Regions from separate parts of the Anas platyrhynchos genome. Here region 2 is linked to region 1. The links are chromatin contacts, called in public Hi-C maps. All regions are on one chromosome and are shown on one strand. Each heading gives the region's core, a stretch centred on a gene start, on an enhancer-like site or on the middle of the called end of the contact. The rest is flanking DNA. Distances are from core to core; before and after follow the strand shown. Region 1 overlaps MKLN1 (muskelin 1). Region 2 overlaps LOC119717831.

What was found. Hi-C and Micro-C count contacts between places; a contact is called where the count stands out from the background.
Region 2: a Hi-C map of subcutaneous adipose tissue shows a contact between it and region 1, with 3 times the contacts expected there. The contact joins two enhancer-like sites. A contact is called at or near these places in 2 of 8 Hi-C or Micro-C datasets (skeletal muscle and subcutaneous adipose tissue).

The regions. Positions count from the first base shown.
Region 1 is chr1:3,580,678-3,585,815 of IASCAAS_PekinDuck_T2T, reverse strand. It overlaps MKLN1 (muskelin 1), which reads left to right. Exons shown (of 18, transcript XM_027461121.3): 8 at 612-677. Among named protein-coding and RNA genes, the nearest start is that of MKLN1, 43 kb to the left of the region's middle. Within about 2 kb of position 1,510, at least 2 of the 8 cell types and tissues checked have an H3K27ac peak or open chromatin away from gene starts, as enhancers often do. A contact at or near this core is called in subcutaneous adipose tissue, where this site is marked.
Region 2 is chr1:3,689,958-3,695,056 of IASCAAS_PekinDuck_T2T, reverse strand. All of the region lies in intron 1 of LOC119717831, which reads right to left. Among named protein-coding and RNA genes, the nearest start is that of MKLN1, 67 kb to the right of the region's middle. Within about 2 kb of position 1,521, at least 1 of the 8 cell types and tissues checked has an H3K27ac peak or open chromatin away from gene starts, as enhancers often do. A contact at or near this core is called in subcutaneous adipose tissue, where this site is marked.

The DNA.
Region 1 (5,138 bases), core at 261-2,760:
GAACGCGGGTTGTCTTTCTAATGTTGCTTCCCACGGGTGATGCCTGTCCTGAATGTTTAAGAAATTTAAAGTGCTTGGGAAGCTGCTTTAATTGGACAGTCGGAATTCCCTTATGTGAGAATAAATAATTGGTGCAAAGCTAACAACTCTTCTGTATCCATACCATTAGCTCTTTGCTTCCATCCCTTGGGTATGGGGCCGTGTCATTTGAGTATTTGTTCTCACTCATCTGCCTTCAGGCAGCTCTGGGTGAGAGAAGAAAGGGGAGCAAAAGATTCCGTGTCCCTGGCACTGGAGAGCTTCAGAGAGAGCTCAGACCTCATTTGTGGGGACCTGCATGCTTCAGGAGCTCCTGAGCAAGGCTCGCAGAATTGCAGTGTGGCACTGTATTCAATTTAGCTCTCTCTGATACAAGCCAAACTGAATATTTTTGTATTGCACGGAAGAATGCTACCTGGAGAAAGCTTTGTTAGTGTTTAAATGGCAAGCTGTTAAGTTGCTCTGCTTTTTTATAGTACTTAAGTTATTATATATTAAGCTGTATATTTTTAATGTAGAGTCTTATTATGGACCAACACTCTCTCCTTCCTCTTTTTTTTTTTTTTAACAAGGTGATGGGGAAGACAGCCGACCAGGGATGAGAGGAGGCCATCAGATGGTTATAGATGTTCAGACCGGTGAGTAGTTGCTGGGTTTCTTAACTAACTTAATTACTTAATGAGATATTCTTCATATAAATGTGCAAAAGTGTTCTTCAGGGAATGTCTTAATTTAAATTTGAGGTAAAATTGCACTTTTTAGTAGTTATATTAAATACTGTGCTTTCATTTCTACTCCAGCTGCTTTTCCCACCCACTTCTTCCTGCTCGTTCTCCTTTAGGCCTGTTTCGCTAAGAAACCAAGAACAATTGGTTTTAATTCTTGTTGTTCTTCCTCTTCTTTTTGAGCAGATGCTTAGACAAGAGGAAAGAAATTAGGGATGATTATTTCCCTTATCTATTACATATTGCGTGCTTTGGAATAGCACTCAAGCAATAGAACTGATGTGTTGAAACATTCATTCTGTTTTGGTTAGGGTGGCTTCTACCTTCCGCTATTTTTGTGCAAGAAACCATTTAAATATAAATTATTTGAGGCTTTTTATGGAAATGCTTTCTATAGCAGTTTAAAGAATGGTTCAGCTTCTGTTTCAAAGAGCCCACAAAGAGAGGAAAGGGGGGTATAGGTAACAATTCTGCCGGATATTTTATTTCATAATTTTCCATAGCTTTGTCTTGCTTTTATTTAATCAGATTTTTGGTACATTATACTGTACTAAAGTAATCTTTCAGTTATGCATCCCTGCTTGCATCTTTTCTAAGCAAAGGATTTGTATGATTAAAGCAACTTTCCTTAGGTAAGGAGAAACAAGATCAGGGTCGTCAGTAACAAAAAGGTGTCACTGGGGGAGCTGGCACAAGCACTACTGTGGCCATATCTGTTGTGGTCATATGGAAAGGGATTGAAGCATGTGACAAAACCTTCAAGAGTAATTTGCTAAGTCATAGTGAACAAGCAAAAATGCAGCAGTAGCTGCAGTCTTTGGCTTTTACTCCGAATGTAGTTACTGAGCTAGAGAAAGCACCCGAGTTATTTTGTAGATGAAAGCAAACTTTTTCGGTGGAAGAGATTCATTAGAATAAAATGCTGCTGGAGGACTGCTGGTGTTTGCCTGCAAAAGAAGCTGTGAACGCTCCCTAGTGGTCCTGGTGAATAAGTAGCAGTGTTTGACGGGTGTGCTGAAGTAAGAGGAGGCATGTGAACTTGGCAAGGGGCAGTCCTTTAGACCTGCTGAAAGCCATACAGCTGTGATAGCGTGTCTTCATTTCAAATTGGTTTGTTTAAGTCTTAGCAAGCATATCATCTCTGCCTTAGACTTAGGTTTTCACTCCGCTCTAATAAGGCAGTAAAAAACCATTGATAATTAACTTTTTTTTTTTTTTGACTTAAAACTGGCTGGAGAGCACGTACAGAAGGAGTCCCAATGCTTCAGAACTGGATCTCTCTCTGACATCAGTCCTCTCCTGCTGCAGCTCTCTCCAGTGGAGGCAGGATACCTTCCTTCAGAAAGTTTTGCAGTGGGATATTTGGGAGATTGCCCTTAGTTTTGCTTTCAGGCCCACTGAGGCTTGTAAAAGCTCGTATGTTATTGAAATTAAAAGGTTTGCCATGAAATTCAGCTTACGGACAGGCCAAGGGGAGTTCTTGGTGCTGTTTGAATCCTTAAACCCAGCTGCTGCTGACTGCTTGAGTTTTCCTTTTGAACGTAGGCAGCGTTTAATGAGACCATGGGATTTGGCCAGCTATGTCAGGATGTGTTTTGCAGACTGGAGCTGGTCTCCCTGGTCAGTCTCGAGCAAATCTAGTATTAATGGAAAAAGGAGCAGCAGCATGCTCAAAGAAATCATCCCTTCCTTACCCACACGCTTGTTGAGCTGTATTCTCAGAGGAGGTGAAGTAGTAGTTCACTTTGTATTCCTCATTAGATCGGGGAAGTCCTTTTTCAGAAATTACTCTTTTCCTCAACTTTAATCCTCTGTAAGCAAACGCAACAAAATCAGACTCATGAGGAGGCTCTGCTGTTTCATATCACATAGAACAGATTCTGGAAGCAAACTTTAATCTCCAATGTCAAGCCCTGCTGTAGCTCTGGATATAACTGCAGAAGGTTCTGCTTTTTGATTAACCTCAAAGAAATATGAGCCAGTTGTTACTGATTACAATGACAAACGTTTATTTTTACTAGGTTTTGTATAGAACTGAGCCTGCCAGATGCACGTGTTAGTGTCAGGATAGGGAGATGGGTTGGTAAGTAGTTGAGTTACATCTCAGGTTACTGATAGCCAGTTGAGTCACCACATCTCTTGTTTATGCTCTATAAGTTTCAGGCAGAATATAGTTTAATTTCTCCTTAACTGCCTTTTAGCATGTCTTATCTTCCCATTAGGAGAGGCCGAAAGTAACTAAAAGAGCAGTTAAGGCATCTCTGCTGGCAAACAGTGACTTGTGGTGGTGTAGCTGGTTTCTGTCTGATGTTCACGCACTTAATACTCACTGCAGCTGTCTTGGAATAAGCACAGTGCTCTTTGTGCTTTGAAAAACCTCTGTAGCATATGGAAACGAGGGCACAGGCATTTTCGGATGCGGAACTGAGAAGGCAGCTTGTTGTTGTCCCATGTCAAAAATGTGGTAATCATTAATTCTCACAATTTTTTCCAGGCTTTTGTTTGCATTAGCGCTCAGACTGGAATGACCCTGGGTGGCGGAATTAGGAAGCTGTTCTTGGTATGCCTATAGAGAAACGTTTACAAAGAGGCATTCCTACTTACAGTTGGAAACCGCTGGTGTGTACATTAAGGCTCTGGGCTGTAAATGAAAACAGAAGATTTATGCTTCTGCTTTGCCTGCAAGGCGCATGCCTCGTGTAGCTCACTATAGGAGGCTGGGGAGTTTCCTGCACTCTTTTACGAGGAAGGAGACGTGTTAGGGTAGTCACAGCCCTAAACAAAAAAGCATCCCCAAAACACCCAAAGTGAAAACAACTCTGAAGCTGTACAAGGGCATTCTGTGTTAAGTGAGCTGGATGTCTGTCATGAAAACCTCCAATTTATGTAGGTCCTGGTGAAATGCCCAAGCACTAAAGGGCAGGCTCGTACAGCACAGTGCTTTACGGATGCATTAAGTGCTGATAGAATGATTGCCCAAATGCAGTTTTGGAAAAAGGTCTAGGTGTCTGTCTAGCATTGAACTTTGATTATCACAATGCTGATTATGCCCCCTCAGGCCTTTCTGCAGTTCAGATATGATGTGTTATGAAATGCCAAGCCCTACCCTGGAAGAAGGTGGGAATGGGTAAGCAGACTGCCCCATTCATGCTTTTAAGGAATACCATCTGTATTTCAGAGGAATATCCATACTGGATTTCAGATGTCTGGTTTATAATTCCATAGTTAAAGTGGGTTTTTTCCTCCTCTCTTGTAGAGCAAGTATAATTTTATATGAATGATAGTGTAGTCCCTAAGGCCACATAATTTGTTTGGGTAACAGAACGATGTTTTTAGGATTTGAAAAGAAAATAAACGAGTATGAAAGTTATTCTATTTAAAAGAGACTCTTCCGTGGTATATTCTAATTTTTTTTCAAGGTTCATCTTTATTTCATTTAGATAAAGCCTTTGTATGTTTTCTGACTAGCCCGTTAGAAGTAATAGCTAAGCAACCAGTATGACTTTTGTCTGCATTTCTCCTAGCTATGGCAACTGAAACATTTTCTGAAGGAAAATATTAGCGAAGCGATCTTTATCAGTGTTTGTGCTACCTCTGTTCGGTCTCTGAAGTGAAACTAATTTGTGATTTCAGATGTACATTATTTCCCCTTTCCCTTTTGTGAGGAATTCTGCTCGCTTCATTATGTTAGATAAGTGAAAAGAAATCTGTAGGCTGGAAACAGTGGGAGATTGAAAACGGTGGGCATGGTATGCCCGTGGTCTACGTGGAGATGGTGAGACTGGCCCAAAAGAAGCACAGAGAGATAAAAAAGACGAAGTGAGAGCAGCAGACACGAGAAAAAGATGCTGTTTTGCCTGAGGAAAACACTGCTATCCATAAGATATTTTATTTAAAGACAGGGCTTGTGTACAAGATGAAGAGATCTCCGAAACAAAACACAGATGGCTTGTAAGCTCTGAAACACAAACAGCTGCTGCATCCTGGAGGTTACTCAACTTCATGGGGCTTTTGCGTTTGGGAAGACTTTGTCTGCGTTGTGTGCCTACCCAGACCAGCCTGAGCCTGAAAAAAAAATTCATCCAGCCAGCATCTGCACTGAACAGTGATTCAGAAACCGAGTGACAAAGGTTGGAAAAGCCCTTCAAGATCTGGTCCAACCATCCCCCTACCACCAATGTCACCCACTAAGCCATGTCCCCAAGCACCACGTCCAACCTTTCCTTGAACACCCCCAGGGACGGTGACTCCACCACCTCCCTGGCAACCTGTCCCAGTGCCTGTCTGGCTGTGCACTTGTTCTGAGCATTCCCTTACATGTGCAGCTTGCAGATAACTAAAGCTGTGCTCACTACAGGAGGTGCCATCCTTTAG
Region 2 (5,099 bases), core at 272-2,771, 110 kb before region 1:
AAAAGACTAAAACAGCTTGTTTTTCAAACCAGCGGTCTTCAGACTACGGGGGCATGCAATACATCCTGAAGAGGGGGAAGGGCATGAAAAAAAAAAATTAAGACCTGCTGGTCTAGAACAAAATAAAGGCTAAATGCATCTAACTGCTATCCCCAGATGCAGCATGTGCAAAACCCAAGGGAAGAACAGAGGTATCTGCACCAACGGGCAGTATCTGCACCACCACAGTCCATGTCAGCTGGAACCGAGACGTAGGTTTTTATGCTGGAACTGAGACGTAGATTTCTAAAGATCAGTGATAAACCACAAACAGCTTTGTGGAGGACCAACGAAGGGTTCAGTTTGGAACCTGGAAGGAAAAAAGGCTGTGGAAATCATGCTGCACGTCTGCTGGAAGCAATGGAGGACTAGAGCCCATCGTCCAGGCTACCCCTGGAGAATCTATTTTGCATGTGTCTATAATTGAAAGATTATTTCCATCTCTGACAGCCACCTCTCCCACTGTAACACCGGGGGTCTGGACCAACCAACCAACACCTCCACCAGCATTTTCCTCCTCCTGTTTTATACAACTTTGACTTCCAGCACAAATTCCAGCTTACAGATGAGACTCCCTTGTGACCAAAATAATACTGCTTTTAAGTAATTGAGCTTCACTCAGTAAATACCTTTTCAATTAGCAATTGATGGTTACTTCTCCCTGGTCATCGTGGCCGACCTTTTTCTCTCTCCAATATTCAGCAAGGACTTCCTTACGAATGCCTGTAATCCTCCCATCAAGGACGGGAGAAATGAGGCTCTCCCTGAAGCAGGATCGCTGAAATCTGTCTTCGTAAAGTCCCTTTAACCTCAGCACCACAAATACGTGAAAACTGCAGTTTCTTGAAAAGAATAAAGCAGGCGTTTTCCTAAACCACAAAAAAAAAAAAAAAAAAAAAGAAGGCTGTGCTATGCTATGCTACAGGCTTATCAAAACAGCAGATATATGCAGTGTTAGTGAAACCACATATATTATAAATCAGTCAGATCGCATTCCTGTTACGTGGTCTACAAAGACTATTCAAATTTAAGTGCCCTTTACACTGAAACACTAATTTCTGGATCGACATTGTTTCACAGATAACTTCGAATTACCAAAACCTGACAGGGCTAAACATTCAGAGATTAGAGCTCCCATCTTTTCTTTTTTTATAGGAAGGGCGCACAATTTGCTACCCAGGCTCTCAGAATGAGCTGTGGCTCCTAGACAAACTCTGGAGAACTAGCAGGTCCCGTGATGCCAGGTCCACCGTTTGGCTGCTGTTTATACCCACAACTTCACCCAGGAGACGCCCACGGGCAGTATAAGAAGGAAAGCCAAGGAGCTGGCCGACCTGGCTTCAACCTGAGCTGACAAGGAAGCCAGAGCGACAAGCGAGGAGGAGAAAAGCATCCCAGAGCCCCCCCAGCACCCTCGGGTGGCTCTGGCAGCTCGGGCCCACCACGCAGCGCTGTGTTTCTGCTCTCCTCCGGCAGAGGGCAACGGCACTCGGCGGCTTAAAGGCCGCTCTGAAGCGAGTGGCGTACTGCCTGCAATTCCCAGCACCGCTGACACCTGTCTAAAAACATAAACAGTATTTAATACCGCAGGACTTGAGCGTTTCTGTTCCATTCAGGCTTTTCTTACACGTCTTTCTGATGTTTATGTCTCACGGAGAAGAAAATACCTGCTGCTTTTTGCAGGTCTGGAATCTTGTTCTCTATCGATAGGATAAATAATTCTGGTTGCTCTGGGAGCCTGTGCCATTGCCGTGAAATCACAGAAGTTATTACATAAAGATCTCCCAGGAAGTACAGGTGACACACTGATATACAGCAGACACTGACAGATTCATGTTTAAAGATCAGTTAAAAAAATAAAAAAATAAAATAAGAGGAAGAGCACCCCTAAAAATGCCAAACTGCAGAACTCCCGGTAACACAGCAGCGACACCTGAAAGCCTACCAGTGCTTTCAGTTTGGAAAACACAGCCAGATTAATAGCCAGAAATCCTTTTTCACCCTCCTGCTAAAAGTAAACACCGTTGCTAGATGCATCTTCGGTCTCCCGAGGCTTCACAGCTCCCTGTAGGAGCTGGGTAGCTCCAAATCTCCCCCACCCACCGAGTTCCAGCAGTGAAACACAACGGTATGCTCGGCTCCTGGCTTAACCATCTCCTGCCACCCAGCATTTGCCCACAGAGAAACAAACACCTCCATGGCTGACACCAACAGCAACCAAGGCAAAAAACAAGCAAATGTCGGCCGGCCCGGCCACCCACCCCCCCCCAGGAGGCTAGAAGTTGAATGCCAGTTAATTCTCCTTTATTTCCTCTGCACGCTGTAGTTTATCAAGCCAGGATCTGCCTTCATTTCACAAATCTATGCTTGCAGAAGCTCCTCCGATAGCTGCTACGGAGATACCGAAAGTCAGTGAACTAAACAGAATGCAGTAACACAAATCAGCACATTTTCAGGATATTCCATATAAAAGGTTAACTTGTATTTACAAATATAATTTTTCTTTTCTGAAAGTTTATTTAGCACCAAAATTATACCTGACCACGATTCAGATGAAGAACAATTCAACCCAGATTCAGGGCTTTTTTTTTTCCCCCCTTTAAAAAAAATCCAGCCGAAAGGACGCACTCAGCTTCCCCCAGGAGAAGCTCCACAGACAATATTTAATCCAAACTAATAAAATACTACCAAAAAAAATAAATAAGAAGGATTACTTCGGGCTCAACACCGCGCTGCTGCCAGCCTGCTTGGTTTCGGTGCAGCATCAGGCAAACCAGCACGTCCCTCTATGCAAAGCGCCAGAACTACGGACATTTTGTAACAGCTGAGCAGGATGCTTACCAGGTTCCCCTCTCCCCCCCCTTTTCACTCCATCTTCCCACCCAGCAACTAACTGCTGCTTCTGACCACTGCTGACACAAATTAAAAAAAAGAAAATTCTCTCTCGGTATTATTAGAAAACTAACTTCACAAGTTTTCTGTTAAGGTAAGACTGTCGTACAGGATTTATTACATGTAAGCACGTCATAGGTTTTGCTGACAAAGAATAAGAATTTGAAAGTCGGGAGAGGAAAATACCACAACTGCTGCAGTACCTTTGTATTTACCAGCTTTGCTTGCTTACTAAATAATCGCATGATTTACGTCCTTCAGTAGGACCAACCTACGTGCAGAGACGTGTTAATAAAATCACGGCTCACAAATGGTGCTATAAATGCCCTTTAAACCATTTGTTTTCTCCATTCCTTTTGTTTACGCTTTAGTGGCAAATTTATAGCCTAGCAAGAATAATAACAATAAAAAAAATAACATCAGCAATGCCCCATTAATGCTTCCTAGCATAATAATACCAAAAAAAATAAAGAGCTAGTAACAAGTAACAGGAGACTGGAATTCGGCTGTGAAGCCCAGTTCAGGAGCAGGACCATCTCCCCTCACCCACCAACTCTGCCACATGCCTCGACTGAAACGCTCGTAAAATAAACCACTGTCAACAGCAAAACTTCCTCATCCACGCTGATTACAACTAATTACAACCAGCACATCCTACAATCATCACTTTTTTTTTTGTTGTCCTGCCAAACACATCACTTTCTGTAGGAAATTCAGGGAACACGTTCAGCTCGGCTGTTTTACTCTCGCCATCAGTATTTTCCCCCTGTAGCTGTCGGTCTTGCAGAGATCTCCAGACTCAGCCCGTGCAGAAGCGCGTTGCGGGGGACATTTAACACATTCCTGCCACAGCTCCAGGAGGCTCAGGAGCAGTCACAAATTAGGACCCTCTGCAAGCATAAAGTGCCCAGGTCAAGAACTAGAGAAGGATGAAATCTCTGACCTTGGTAAGGGTGAACCTCGGAGGCGAACACAAACAACTCCAGTTTCCAGTCTCACTGTTAGATAACAACGCTACGCCTGCTGGCTGAGGTGTAACGCCCTGAAGGACCAAAAAAAGGATGGAGGGTTTTATGCTGGATTTTTGTAAAACCCGAAGCCAGAAAAAATATACTGTTTATGCACAAATTCTTGGCAAACGCTCGCAACCCCATTAATTCTTTCTCCAGTCATTCAGAAAGCCATGAGTCAGGACCTAACATTATCGTGAAACTGACTTGCGAGAACTATCGGGGATATCATTTATTTTTTTTTTATATTTGCATTTCAGGGTTTATGTTTGCAAGTGCTCTGACCCTTTATGTTACGGTCTTTTTGAGCTCATATTTTGGTGCTACGACATAATTCCAGCAGCAGTTATTTGTGGAAAAACACCATGCAAATACTGCATGATGAACTACAGCTACTCATACTATAGATGTGGCAGCACAAAAAAAAAAAAAAAAAAAGGTAACTCCATGTTTTCATTGTTAATACAAAAAATATACATAGTAAACATGATTACAGCAGTGGAAAAGAAATCTACCCTGGATTAACAAGCTCCTCTCAATTTTAACCATGTAATAGGCTACCAGGAGCATAAACAAACAAATGGTTTAAATAAGTTTCCAATTTCCCTTTTTATTGAAACAGGAAAAAAAAAAAAGCTTTCACTACTTCCTATCGCAAAACCAGCACGAGCACTTAGATCCTTTCCAAAACCTTTTTTTAAAGTACATACAAACAGCAAAATAGCAACCTTTTTGCCACTGAAACCTGACGAGAAATTAGATCCTACCGTGAAACTTTGACTACTTCTTGCATGAGAAACAAATCGGCATGGTAAAAAGTGAGGGGAACTGGCACAATACCTATTTTCACGGACCTTTCTTCATATACATCGTGCTCGTCGCCACAACAGCTCTGTAGAACACAGCGTACAGCACACGTTGTTCCTTGTCATGAACTGACAGCAATCGGAGGGCAGGTGAACTAAGTTACAAAATGAAATATTTCTCCCCCGGCCGTCCGAGAAGATAAACGATCTTAGTTATATTAAAGAGAAAGGGGATATGGGATCCAAAGGGCTCGTTTTACGTTAGCTGCGTCTCACCAACAAAAATAGAGAAAGCAATTTCCTGGTGCCATCAACTCCACCAGTAATTCCACGTACACTCGAAAAGCTGAGA